Linked DNA regions of Mus musculus: region 2 is linked to region 1. A link is a contact called in public promoter capture Hi-C data. All regions are on one chromosome and are shown on one strand. Each heading gives the region's core, a stretch centred on a gene start, on an enhancer-like site or on the middle of the called end of the contact. The rest is flanking DNA. Distances are from core to core; before and after follow the strand shown.

Region 1 (6,831 bases), core at 2,520-5,019:
TTTATATTTTTCCTTTCTAAGCTTGCTATGCTTGTTCAAACTTCTCTTCATAAGACTTAACCAGAGAACAAAGTCTCTGCTGGGCTTTTTTGAAACTTCCTTTGACAGTGCAAATAATCTGAGTCTCTTCACCTTAGCCTCAGGCAGACTTTTCAGACAAGGGCAAAAAGTAGCCACATTCTTCACCAAAATACCACAAAAACTGTCTTCATGCCACATTCTGAAATTCTTCTCCTTTGAAATCTCTTGGACCAGGTCAACACAGTTCAAATTACTCCCAGCAACAAAGTCTTCCATATTCCTACTAGGATGACCCATTAAGCCCCATTTAAAGCATTCCACTGCTTTCCAAATACAAAGTACCAAAATCCACATTCTTTCAAATAAAAGCATGGTCAGGCCTATCACAGCAATACCCCACTCCCAGTACCAACTTCTGTCTTAGTTAGGGTTTTAGTGCTGTGAATAGACATCATGACCAAGGCTACTCTTATAAAAAACAACATTTAATTAGGGCTGGCTTACAGGTTCAGAGGTTCAGTCCATTATCATCAAGGTGGGAGCATGGCAGTATCCAGGCAGGCATGGCACAGGCAGAGCTGAGAGTTCTACATCTTCATCCAAAGGCTGCTAGTAGAAGACTGACTTCCAGGCAACTAGAGTGAGGATCATAAGCCCACACCCACAGTGACACACCTACTCCAACCAGGTCACACCTATTCGAACAAGGCCACATCTCCAAATGGTGCCACTCCCTGGTCCAAGAATATACAAACCATCACAATGACAATGAACTGAACCTATGAACCTGTAAGCCAGCCCCAATTAAATGTTGTCATTTATAAGACTTGCCTTGGTCATGGTATCTATTCACAGCAGTAAAACCCTAAGACACCATCCCACAGTCAAAAATTTTGACCCAAAATTGTTCCTGTCTCAAAGAACTGTAGGGACAAAAAAATGGAGAAGAGACTGAGAGAAAGGCCATTCAGTGACAGGCCCAAATTGGGATCTAGCTCAAGGGGAGGCTCCAAGGTCTGACACTATTACTGATGTTATGGTGTGCTTACAGACAGGAACCTAGCATGGATGCCCTCTGAGAGGCCCAACAAGCTGCTGACTGATACAGATGCAGATACTTACACCCAACCAATGGATTGAAATCAGGGACCCCTGTGGTTGAATTAGGGAAAAGCTGAAAGAAGCTGAAGAGTAGGATGACCCCACAAGAAGACCATCAGCCTCAACTAACCTGGACCCCTGAGATCTATCAGAAACTGAGCCACCAACCAGGCAGCGTGCGTGAGCTGGTGGAAGGCCTTGACACATTTACAGCCCAGAACTACCTGGTCGGGCCTCAGTGGGAGAAGACCAGCCTAACACTCCAGAAATTTGAGGCCCCAGGGAGTGGGAAGACCTGGTGGTGGTGGGGATCCTCTTGGAGCTGAGGAAGGAGGGGTGGTGTGATGGTGAAGTTTGGCTTGCCAGTTCTTCCTATGTTTGGTATTAAAATGCTTCGTCGAAGAAAATTTCCCCAGAAGTTTTTTGTTACTCTAAGATGTAATTTGTACAGAACACTAGAAAAAATGTCTGATTTTTTTTTTAATGGAAAAGCAAGTGTTGTTTTCAGATGTTGGAACAATGAAAGTTATAATACCACTAATTATCTATTAAAATGACTTACCACATCAAATAATGGGTGGATAAATGGGTCTCTCACAAACTATGGATACAGTCATAATAGACCTTTAAGAAAAGCATTTGGAATTTTTTTTACAGGTAAGTATACACTACACATTCCACAGCTGTTCTATTTCTAGACATCATACAAAGATGGTTCATAGCAACTGGGCTTGCGGTTTCCAAAAATAAGGAAAAACTAATCTGTTGGTTAACAGGTAAATATTTAAACTGTGGTATAACACCTGCAATAGGTTATTATTCAGGAACAACAAAGAATATGCTACTAAGTTCTCCTCATACCTCAACCCCTGGATAGTGATGTTGAGTAACAGGAACAGGACAAAATCAAGTTAAATCTGTGATCCCATTTATAGAAAGTTCTACAAGAACACGGACTCTTTAATAGTGATGGAAAGCAGATCAATGGTTGGTGAGAAAGCAGAGAGGGGAGGGGGAAACTGGCCACAAGGCATAGTGTACAAATTGACATGAGAAATGATTTTTTTTTTCTTACCAGATTTCAAGATAAGTTGTTTTTCAAGGCCATCCAATGGCTGGAGAGATGGCTCAGCGGTTAAGAACACCCAACTGCTCTTCCAGAGGTCTTGAATTCAAATCCCAGGAACCACATGGTGGCTCACAATGATCTATAATGGGATCCAATGCCCTCTTCTGGTGTGTCTGAAGACAGCGACAGTGTACTCATACACACAAAATAAATAAAATCTTTAAAAAAATCATCCAAAAATCAAAAACGAGATTTTTTAATAAAGTATTTTGACTTGGTTATGTGTGACGTGTTTTATATTTTAAAAATCATTCAATTCATACTTACTGATGCTGAAATGTTTTCATCTTTGACCAGAGAAACCTGCTAATCAAGTTGCTTACTGGTCTTAGAAACTTCCCCAGTTCTGGTTCGCTAGAGAGAGCCTTATAAATCATATTCTTCTCTGCTGGAGAACACTCAGGTTCCAGAAGCCCCACCATGTAGCTAGATTCTCCTAATTCAGTCTTCTGACGGAGCAGTAAGTGTTCTTAACCGCTAAGCCACCTCCAAACTCCCTAGTTCCTACTTTTGTGTCTATCCTATCTTCCCTATATAATATTGGTGGTGGTGTTTGAAGCAGTAGTTAGGTTGGGCATACTGGTGTACTTCATCTAGCTCATGAGTAGTGGAGGCAGGGGAATTCGGAGTTTAAGTCCAGTCTCCCTAAATAGCAATTTCAAAGCCAACATGAGATCTTGTCTCCAAAACCAAATACAAATAACAAAATTATTTTCATTTATTACTCTAAAATTTTCAGAGCATGTATATATATTTAGTATCACTACTACTCTCCCTGCTTTTGGATAAAAGGTAGCATACTTGGTGTAGTTGGTTTTATTTACTTATTTATTTTTTTAACTTATCAATAGATTGTAGAAGTTACTCCAGTTATGAATAGAAGGCTCATTTATGGCAGTAGCATACCAATGCTTTACAGTACTATAAGCTTTCCCACTAATCCTCTATTCTGAAATCTGGGAGGTGATTTTTCAATGTTTTGCTATTACATATCGTGTTGTGACGAATATTCGTGCACACCCCTACAAATTTTTACTGCCATACCTTTGGGATGTCTTACAAAGTGGGCCGGCAGAATCAAAGAGTGAGCGAGCCTATGGAAGCCTCCCAAATAAGGTGCTCTTTATTTCTGCAGTACAGAGAGGGAAGAAAACCGAGATAGGCGCTCAAGATTACTTAGCGGGTTACGAAAGAGGTGGGAGCCAAATTCGGACGCAAGTGTCTCTCGGTCAAGAAGAGAATTCAAGGGGGCGAGGCAGAGGTTCGCTAAACCATCGTCCTTGTTCTTCCGGTCCCCTCCCCTACAAGTTCTTTCTCTGAACCCTAGCCCCAGGACTTCTCACACTTTCCAACACCGCCCACTTAGTTCTTAACTCAGGGACCTTCCTGAGCTCATACTTAACCCAGGTTGTTAAAACCCAGGGTCCAAGAGAGGGCTTTGCGCATGAGCAGAGCCTGCTTTCCGCGAAGGAGTCGGCCCGCCCCCAGAGGCGGGGCTGGTGTGGCGTCATCACTCCGCGCCGCTTCCAGGCGCCTCAAGGTCGCTTTGCGGAGCGGGAGGGGCAGGTCAGTGACCGGTCCTGTGTAGGCTCGTCGGCAACATGTCAGGGTACACGCCGGATGAGAAGCTGCGGCTGCAGCAGCTGCGGGAGCTAAGGAGACGATGGCTGAAGGACCAGGAGCTGAGTCCCCGGGAGCCCGTGTTGCCCCCGCGCAGGATGTGGCCCCTGGAGCGATTCTGGGATAACTTTTTGCGGGACGGGGCCGTGTGGAAGAACATGGTGAGTGATGAGCCACACGGGTGTCCGGGTTCCCACCCCGGGTCGCAGCCTGGCCAAGCCTCCCAGCCCACTCCTCTCAGTTCCATCAAGGCCCAACCCTGTCCAGAGCCCGCATACCCGGGAGGGCCCCAAGGGACAATCAGTCCAGGGGCTCAGGTTTAGCGGAGACGCTGTCAGGTCGCTATTGTTCAGGGCTGGGGTCTGGAGTCCAGGAGCAGGTGGCTGTCAGGTGTACTGAGAAGTCGGGTCTTAGGTTTTACAAGACGCTCGCCGCACATGCAGTTCTTTCGAGTGTAGATACCTTTTCTCGGGTTAAACTGGTCAGAATTAACTGAGATCACAGGCTGTGATTTCAGTATTTGAGAACACTTACGCGGTGGGTAGGGTTGAGGTGCCAGAGACTGGCCAGCTGGTATAGTACAGCCCCATGGGGTCGCAACAGAAGACAGGGTTCTATTTGGTATGCTTTGTCAGACTCTAAAGCTCCCTTTCTACGCATCACTGTGTACGTTTAACACACTTTTAGTTACTTTTAAATTGCATTCCATGACCTCCAGGCAGAAAAACCGTTCACTCAAGGACTGCTTTTTATTGTAAGGATTCCAGATATTTTCTTGGAGACTGCTATTAAATCACATCAATGATGAGTAGCGAACATTGTGTGGGAATTGCTTTCAGCTCCTTCCAGTAATTGTGGTAGAAGTAGAAGTAGTAGTTGTACAAAGTCTTGGTTGGTTGGTTGGTTTCTTGAACAACAATGCCTTATGTCTTGCAGAATGGTGCTTATTCTGTCTTAGAATCTATGGATATTCTATAGGAAGCCTCAGAGTTAGTGAAAATACTGAAATTGGTAGGTCAGCCCCAATCTGTCAGGAAATATGTTCCATTTAGAAATTTGTAAAATAATTATCACACATAGTTGGTAGTGGTGGAATGTTTTTGTTTGGTTAGTTGGTTTGGTTTTTGTTCCACACACATTGAAAAATAAGGTAGCTCATGCTAGGGAGAGTAAGCAGCGCATGTTGGTAATCACAGCAGCTCCAGAGGCTGAGGCAGGAGGATAGCCGAGGATCTCTGCAGAGGGAGGCGGGCCAGCCTTGGCTAACGCTTGGGACCCTGTCTCAAGTGAGGGGTGGGGTGAGGCTGGAGAGGTGACTGCTTCAGACCACTTGGCTCTTTCAGAGGACCCAGTTTTGGTTCCCAGCATGCACATGGTGGCTCAAAACTGTCTGTAACTCTAGTTCCAGGGCATCTGATGCTTTCTTCTGTCTGAGCTCTGAGGGCGCCAGGCATACTCCTGGTACACATACATATATGCAGACAGAACACTTACATGCATAAAGTAAATAAATCTAAAAAATAAAACTGTAAAGAGCGGATGTTTGCTTATTTTGTATGTGTTTCCCCCGCAGGTCTTTAAGGCGTACCGCTCCAGTCTCTTCGCTGTTTCTCATGTGCTTATACCTATGTGGTTTGTTCACTATTATGTCAAATATCATATGGCTGTAAGTATACTTTAAATGTATGCTGTCCAGAACTTATTTTTAATATTATCCAATAATTTCCTGTGGCTGTGCTATACTCAGAAAATAATATGCCATGCTAAGCTGATTTTAAAGTTCTTTGAATTTTTGGGGGTGGGTGGGTAAAGGTTTAGTTGAATTCTGAGTACTCTTATATACAAGTAGTTTCAAAACTTAGAAATCAAAAAATTACTCTTACACTAGCTTATACCTTTTGCAATGCATTTCCTTGAAGTAGTGTTTAAATGGTCAGCATGTCTATCTAACCCTGGAGTCCTGAGCAGGTATAAAGATGACTTCTGCTGCTTCTTTAGACCAGTCCGTTATGTGGTAACGTTCCAACAAGTCTGCCATGTCTCAGTTCCCTTTCCTTGTCCTTATCTGATTTTTCGTAATTCTCTTCCTTTACAATCTAGGGTATCCAAAAACCACAAACTTTTTCATGGGAAGATCTTGCATGGGTTGACTAAAGCCCCTTGCCGTGGTTTAAAGACAAGGGACAGCACAGTGTGGTTGTTCCGCTCTATTGGATCCTAGGCAGTAGGAGAAGGGCATGTGGTTTCTGCGACATCATGGAAGGGGAACAGTAGTGTGGAGTGTTGGAACTCAGATAGTGTAAATGGGGTGTTCTGTGTCCAGTGAGAGTTGCTAGAGTAGGCTGAGCACGTCCATTTGGGGAGCCTTAGTGCCAGCAACCTGGGATAGGATACTGGAATTCGAGAAGGGAGTCAAGTAAGGAACCTGAGGTGGAGTAAGACATCAGAACCCAAATAAGGTGAGGAGGTTCAACATCACAAGGTGTGGTGATGGTGACAGGACATTTGTTAGATGGGAGGAGCTTGATCGAATAAGTGCACTGATCGAATGGAGTTATTTACATGAACAGGGGAACACCTTGGAGAATGGAGTTAGAATTGGAAGTGTTTGTATGAACTCATAGTTATTACTGTGTATTCATAGGTAGATGGAGAAATAACCACGAATGTGAATGTGGGCGTGTGTTTGAATGCATGGTCACTAAGTCTGTCCATTAAGAAGGCCTGGAAACAGGGCTCTCTCTAAGTTACAGTCCAGCAGGCAGCATCTCAGTGTGGTCAGCCATGAGGCAGACAGAAACTGTGCTGCTTGATAGATGCAGCAAGAGGACAGCAGCCTCAGCTTCTTGATGTTCCTGCCCACTGCATAAACGGAATGCAGTCACAAGGAATCATGAAGCAAGCCCACTGGAAGAAACGTTCCATTGGAGCAGGGTTATTGGCTTGCTACCTTCAAAAGT
Region 2 (6,831 bases), core at 2,655-5,154, 1.2 Mb before region 1:
CCCTTCGTCTCCTTCCCTGGGAGATCAAGCTACACAATTATTCTGTGGCTTTGCTATCTGGCAGAGGGAGAAGTCAGATTTTTTTTTTTTTTTTTTACCTTTAATGACACAGTGGTTTCTAGGATCAGACCAAAGTCAGACAAGGTTGGGACAAAAATACTGCTCAGGGAAAATTTGTTCCGTGGCCTTTTAGTGCCACCTGCTGTTCAGCTATGGAAAGCGAGCTTTAATACTGGAGTCCACCGGATTTCCTTCACTGGTCCATAGTCCGCTTAGTGCGTCCTGTACGGCAGGACTGAAGGGTCAATGTGAAACTGAAGACTAAAAGCATCTCTCTTCCTAGAGGTTCACAGCCCAGTGAAAGCAAAAGGCAGCCAAGCAGACGTTACAAAGTATTTCGCTCATCTTAAGGGGTACATGAGACAGGCAGTAAAGGAGGCTCTTTAGGGTAAGGGCACCGCATAAGGATGTGCGCGCCCGCCCGCGTGCACGTGTGTGGTCTTCACCTGGGTGCCAGGTTCACTCAGTTCCACATACTTGCTCAGCATATACGTTATGTCTAGACTGAGCCATGCCTGGAGCTCCACTATAAAGATTCTGAAGGATAGCTGAATTCATATGAAGGTGAGGCAAGGAGGCCTTCTAGACCAAGGGAGGGATGCGCAAAGTGCTCACACAAAACAGCATTCCATTGGTGAGCAGCTTACTTTATATTGCTTTTTATTTTAGACAGGGTCTCACTATGTAGCCCTTGCTGAACCAGAACTCTGTGCAAATCAGGCTGGCTTCAAACCCAGTGATTTATCTGCCTCTGGAGTGCTGGGATTAAAGGCATGCCACCATGCCTGGCTTAATTCATACCCGGTAGACAATAAGGACTACTGGTTTTAGGTGGAGTGTATTTTGGTCAGACTGACATTTTACAAACTCATTTCGGCAGTAAGTAAAGTGGAGAAGAAACTGGAAGAAAAGACCGCAGGCAAAAAGACATGTTACAAGCTTATTTCCATCTTTTTAAAAAACATGCATTGGTATGAGGAGTCGGGTCTCCTGGAACTGGAGTTACAGACAGTTGTGAGCTGCTGGAAGAGGGGTCTGGTTTGGGTAACTGGGTAGAAAAGGAAGAAGTTACCTATTTCTTTTTGAACTGAGTTGAATTTGAAGTGCTATAGACTACCTACAAGGCAAATGAAAACTGGGTCTTGAGTTTAGTGATATCTCATTCTTCGTTTCCTAAATCCAGTATTTTCTATTAGAAAAAGAATTGCTTTGATCATAGATATTCCAACAACCCATGTGTTAAGGAGTTTTATGTCAACTTGACACAAGCTAGGCTCCCTGGAGAGGAGGGGTGTCCTGACCAACAGGACCTAGTTATTCGTGGGTACGAGGGGAACCACAAACCTGCAAGAGAAATGGGCAGGAAAAAGGAGAGAGACCAAGGAGGATTCCTGTCAAGGTCTGTTTAATGAAGGCTAGGAGCCTGATTATAAGCACACAGTGAGAGAAAATAGGGAGGGGTCGAGGGGGAATTAACAAAGAACAAAGACATCTGGGGACATGAAGGCTGAATTCTGACTGTAGGCAAGAGGCACCCTGAGTCTTATCTCAGGAATGTAGAATCCTCCTTAACAGCCCGGGGTGTCAAGCTGGGCTCAGCACATAACTCAGGTCCTTAGAAGTCTTCGGAGTCAGGAAGAGATAAGGAAGAGGAGACTATAATTCAAATTTCTAGGGTCTAGGTGCCAGGAAGGGATAGGGAGGAGGAGGTGACCGGCTCCTAACACAAGGCCATTTGACTTATTAGGGTGGGAAACTGCGAAAGGCTTACTTTCTCACGGTATGGTCTCCAACAGAGGGGGCCTCAAGTTTAGAAAATGCTTCTATGAGACTGGGCTGTAGGCAAACCTATAGGGCATTTTCTTAGTGATTGATGTGGATGGCCCACTGTGGGTGGGGCCATCCCTGCACTCAGGGTCCTGGGCTCTATAAGAAAGCAGGCAGAGCAGCCACAAGGAGCAAGCCAGTAAGCAGCACGCCTTCACAGTCCCTGCATCAGCTCCTGTCTCCAGATTCCTTCTGACAACGAACAGTGATAAGGATGAGTAAGCCAAACAAACCCTTTCTTCCTCAAGTTGCTCTGGGTCAGTTTCCTCACAGATGTTGTAACCCTGACTAAGACGAGCCACTTTCCCTGAATTTGGGTGCATTTACCTGTCTAATCACCCCCTTTCCTATCTGGTATTCCAAATATTTTCACCCTCTTTCAGTTCAAAACAGTACAAGATAGAAAAGTATACCTGACACTGCTGTGAAAGAAACTTAGCCACTCAGGTCAGGTTGTTACCTGAAAGACAGGTCCTCATTTGTAAAGTGACTCTAACGTGTATTTCTCATTGTTGAGAGTTTAAAGTATGTGTAGACAGACATGAATACATGCCAGTCACTCTTATCTTGTATTATAATAGGCCACCTGAATGCTTCTCTGTATTATACTGGCAGTCAACTCTTTCTAATAGTTGAATCAAGAATTTCCCCACCTCTGTGTCATAGTCCTGTCTCTCCTGGAACTCAGAGATCCTCCAGCCTCTGTTAGGAATAAAGACATGCACTATCATTTTTATATTTTTCAGGAAACAGCTGATAAACAGTGTTCACACTAAGTATTAGTAATTTTTAAAGATCAACAAGATTAATTCCCTTTAATATATTGTCAATTTTCTCTTTTGAATACTGTATTTCCTTATTAGTAAGAATTACATTTATTCTTTAACTGATTAGTGATTTACTTTTGTTTATGTCTTGTGTGTCTGCCAGTTGTGTGTGGTATGTGGGTGCCTGAAGAGTCCAGAAGAGGGCCATGGATGCCCTGGAGCAGGAGTTGGGAGGCTACTGTGAGCCACTTGGCATGGATGCTGGGAAATGAACTCAAATTTCTCTGGAAGAGAGGTTAAGGGCTCTTAACCACTGAACCATCTCTCCAGGCCCCCGAATCGCTCATTTTTGAGCTAAAAACGAGCACTCCATTAAAGTACATATGAAGCTGCACACATGCTGGCTACTGGATTTGTTCCTACTATGCTGGTGGTTCCTTTTTGACCTGAGAGGCTAGGCCTGGCCAAGCATTTTTTCCCAATAGTCTTTGCAACCCGTTGAAGCATTACTATTATTTTTCACAAAAGGAAAAAAAAAATAAAACTATGGTTCAGAAATATTTTTGAGTAGTTAATCAAATGCAGACACGTCCAATTTCTAACATCATTAAGCTTAATTGCCACTGGACATTAGAACATTTCTGCATTGGCAACTTGACTCTTCTCGATTTAAGCTGTTTCGCCTTTTTTTCTTAAGACGGGAATCTTGTGACTTTCTATCTCTGGGGGCTAAAGAGCACCTGTCACTCTTCCAAAAGATTGGGGTTCGGTTCCCCGGAACCTATACCAGGTGGCCCACACAACGTTTAACTCCAGCTCCTGGGATCCGACGCCTTCTGGATTCTGAGAGCATCTGCACGCACGTGGCGCGCATAGACAGACACAGACACACACACACACACACACAAGTAATAATTTTTACCAAACGTAAGATCTTTTGGAATGCAGGCAGGGTTTAATCGATAACTACAAAGCAAGCCTAGGGAGAAGATATGATTGGCCCGCTAAGTCCCAAAGGTGAATCTCTCTGCCTCTGGGATTCTTCCGACCCACGCCCTCACCACTGAACCTAGTCCTCTCTGGTGCACAGAGATAAACCGAGGTCCCGCGAGTGGATGGGGCCTGGCCTACACGCGCCTCACTGCCAGCTCCGTCCCCGCAGCAACAGGTCAGGAGCCCGCGACACTCCCCACGCCCCCCAGCCCCACAGCACTCACCCGTAGCCCAGAGGCAGGAGGCGGTCCTCGAACGGAGACGTAGCGCGCCAGCCAATCAGAAGAGCCCGGCTGCACTTCAGACGAGCCACAGAATTGGGCATCAGGCGCTTCCACCCGCCCCTGAGGCGTGGTTTTTTGGCTGGGACCGTCGCGAGATCTGCCTCAAGCTGAACCATTGGTGGAGAATGAACCGCCCCCTTCCCCTTCTGATTTCTGATTGGCCTTTTAGAGGAGAGGTGACAGGCTCTGTGAATGACCATTGGTCGGTGCTGCGGGACCGCGGGCGGGCGGGCGTCGGCGCGCGCGTTCGAACTGGCGCTTGTGGCGTTGCCATGGGGATGTGGCCTGGCGGACACCTAAGGCGGGTTGACCGGACGCTCTGCTAGCCCGGCCTTAGGGCTTTCTCCTCACCGCACTATTTCTTCGGTCCTCCCTGAAAACTGACTGAGGAGGAGCCGGGATTGCCCTGAGGTGAGAAACGGTGGCTTTAGCTTGAGCCCAGGCTCTGCGCCTGCGCGGGAGCGGGTGCTCCTGTCTGCGAGCGGCGCGAGCCGAGACCGGTATTTGCGGGGTAACTAGAACTTGGCTTCTCGGGTTCTTCGAGGGTTCTCGCGCTCTCTCACGTTTCATCTCCCTGTCTACCGCCTCTTCAGCAATTACCTCGACCACCACCAGCTTTGAGGCTTTTCTGAGTACCCCAAAGGCCTCTTGCCTTTGAGACACGCTCTTCAGAGCGCTTCGATTGGACTTTCGGTTGTTTTGTGAACTTCCGCAAACCTCATTCTCCTTTTTTCTCATATAATTTTGACCTCTGAGATAAGACAAGCCTTTCCACAGCGTCTTACGCATATTAGTTTTTTGTTTGTTTGTTTTGTTTTTTTAAGGAAATATTTGTTCAGTTGGCTTTCACTCACTACAAATAGATTCAGTTATCTTTCTGCCTTGTCCCATTCAAAGTCGATTTGGGGGCAGGTGGAAGAGAGAGGACACCCTAATCTCATATACAAGAGACAGAAAATTCAGCGTTGGCGTTCCCACGTTGGGGGCAGGAAGACCTGCTCAGTGTGGGTGGCAACATTCCCAAGGCAGGGAATTCTGAGCAGTAATAGAGTGGAGAAAGCAAGCTGACCGCTAGCATACATACATTACTTCATTATTTACTGCTTTTCTTTTTTTAAGTTTTTGTTTGTGTGGCTTTTGTTTGTTGGTTGGTTTTGAGACAAAGTTCTCAATCAGAGAGACGTGCTCTCTCCACATTGTAGTCTGGCCTACAAGTACCTCTTCTCAAACCCCTAAATGTATTTGCTTATAACAGGCCATTCTGTCCTTATATGCCCGAGGATTTCCTCTTGTTGTTTACTGACCACCAACTATCGTAACATTTTATCTGTGCTTTGGAAACTGAAATCAATTATTTGACTTTGAGTTTTTTTCACTTAACAGTGTGTGTGTATGTGTGTGTGTATATGTATATGTGTGTGTGTGTATGTATGTGTGTGTGTGAGCACTCAAGTGAAGGTCAGAGGACAACTTTGAGGAACTGGTTCTCATTTTCCATGTTTTTTAAGCAGCTTGTTTCTGCTGCTGCAGTGCATACTCCAGGATATTTCTATCTTACACACACACACACACACTTACTTCTCCCTAGGAGTGCTAGGGTTACACATGTGCAGTACCACATGTGACCTTTTATGTGGGTTCTAGGCATTGAATTTGAACCATTAGGCTTATTATAGGTTATGTGCATTTACCTACCAAGCCATTTCCTTGACCTTTATTTCAGGTGGTTGGTTGGTTGGTTGGTTGGTTTGTTTGTTTAATTTTATTTGTGTACTGGCTAGTTTTGTGTGTCAACTTGACACAGGCGCGAGTTATCACTGAGAAAGGAGCTTCAGTTGAGGAAATGCCTCCATGAGATCCAGCTGTACGGCATTTCCTGAATTGGTTATCAAGGGGGGAGGGCCCCTTGTGGGTGGTGCCATCTCTGGGCTGGCAGTCTTGGTTCTATAAGAGAGCAAGCTGAGCAAGCCAGGGGAAGCAAGCCAGTAAAGAACATCCCTCCATGGCCTCTGCATCAGCTCCTGCTTCCTGACCTGCTTGAGTTCTGGTCCTGACTTCCCTTGGTGATGTACAGCAGTGTGGAAAGTGTAAGCAAGCTGAATAAACCCTTCCCTCCCCAACTTGCTTCTTGGTCATGATGTTTTGTGCAGGAATAGAAACCCTGACTAAGACAATGTGTATGAATGTTTTGCCTGTATGTTTGTGTACCTTGTATGTGTGCAGTATGAAGGAAACCAAAAGAGGGTGTTGGATTCTCTACAGCTGTAGTTATAGACAGTTGTGAGACTCCATGTGGGTGCTGGGAGTAGAACCCTGGTCCTTTGAAAGAACAGCTAACGCTCTTAAGTGCTAAGCCATCTCTCCAGCTCCCATTTTTTTAAAAACTTTTTTTGGGGCTAGCATTTTAGACTGTAGTCCAGACTGTCCTGGAACATGCAATATCCTGTTTCAGCTTCTTGAGTGCTGCAATTATAAATATAAACCAACATACTCACTTTGAAAAAAATGTCTAAGCCTTTTATTACTTGTTTTGCTTGCTGTGTGTCTGTATGAACAGAGGGTGGCTTTTGGGGAGTAGGCCTTTCCTCCAGGCTTACTCAGGCTTGGCAGAAAGGGCCTTCATGGGTCAAGCCCTCTTGCCTGCCTTTAAAACATTTCTTTTCTTTGCATTTATATTCTACAGAGAGAATTCTGTGATCACTCTCTTCAGAAAATATTAACAATGCAGCCTCTGTCCATTCATCAGGTATCCAGAATCCTGTTGCATTTCCAAGACTATTTCATTATTGACTTACGGCCTATATAGTCACAGTGTTATTGCTGATTATTCTTTCTTATATGAAATTCATAGTTCAGAGACCTGCTCACTGTGGATGACACCATTTCCTAGACAGGCAATT

What was found. Promoter capture Hi-C pulls out the DNA fragments that hold promoters and counts their contacts.
Region 2: a promoter capture Hi-C map of pre-B cells shows a contact between it and region 1, with 2.4 times the contacts expected there. The contact joins the promoter of Nudt2 here to the promoter of Ndufb6 in region 1. A contact is called at or near these places in 2 of 39 promoter capture datasets (erythroid cells and pre-B cells), 1 of 484 Hi-C or Micro-C datasets (CD8 T cells) and 1 of 9 other capture datasets (liver).

What each region holds. Positions count from the first base shown.
Region 1 is chr4:40,276,359-40,283,189 of GRCm38.p6, reverse strand. It overlaps Ndufb6 (NADH:ubiquinone oxidoreductase subunit B6), which reads left to right and starts at 3,769. Exons shown (of 4, transcript NM_001033305.3): 1 at 3,769-4,032; 2 at 5,445-5,537. The coding sequence starts at 3,853.
Region 2 is chr4:41,462,221-41,469,051 of GRCm38.p6, reverse strand. It overlaps Nudt2 (nudix (nucleoside diphosphate linked moiety X)-type motif 2), which reads right to left and starts at 3,904. Exons shown (of 3, transcript NM_025539.2): 1 at 3,872-3,904. It overlaps Kif24 (kinesin family member 24), which reads left to right and starts at 4,204. Exons shown (of 13, transcript NM_024241.2): 1 at 4,204-4,342.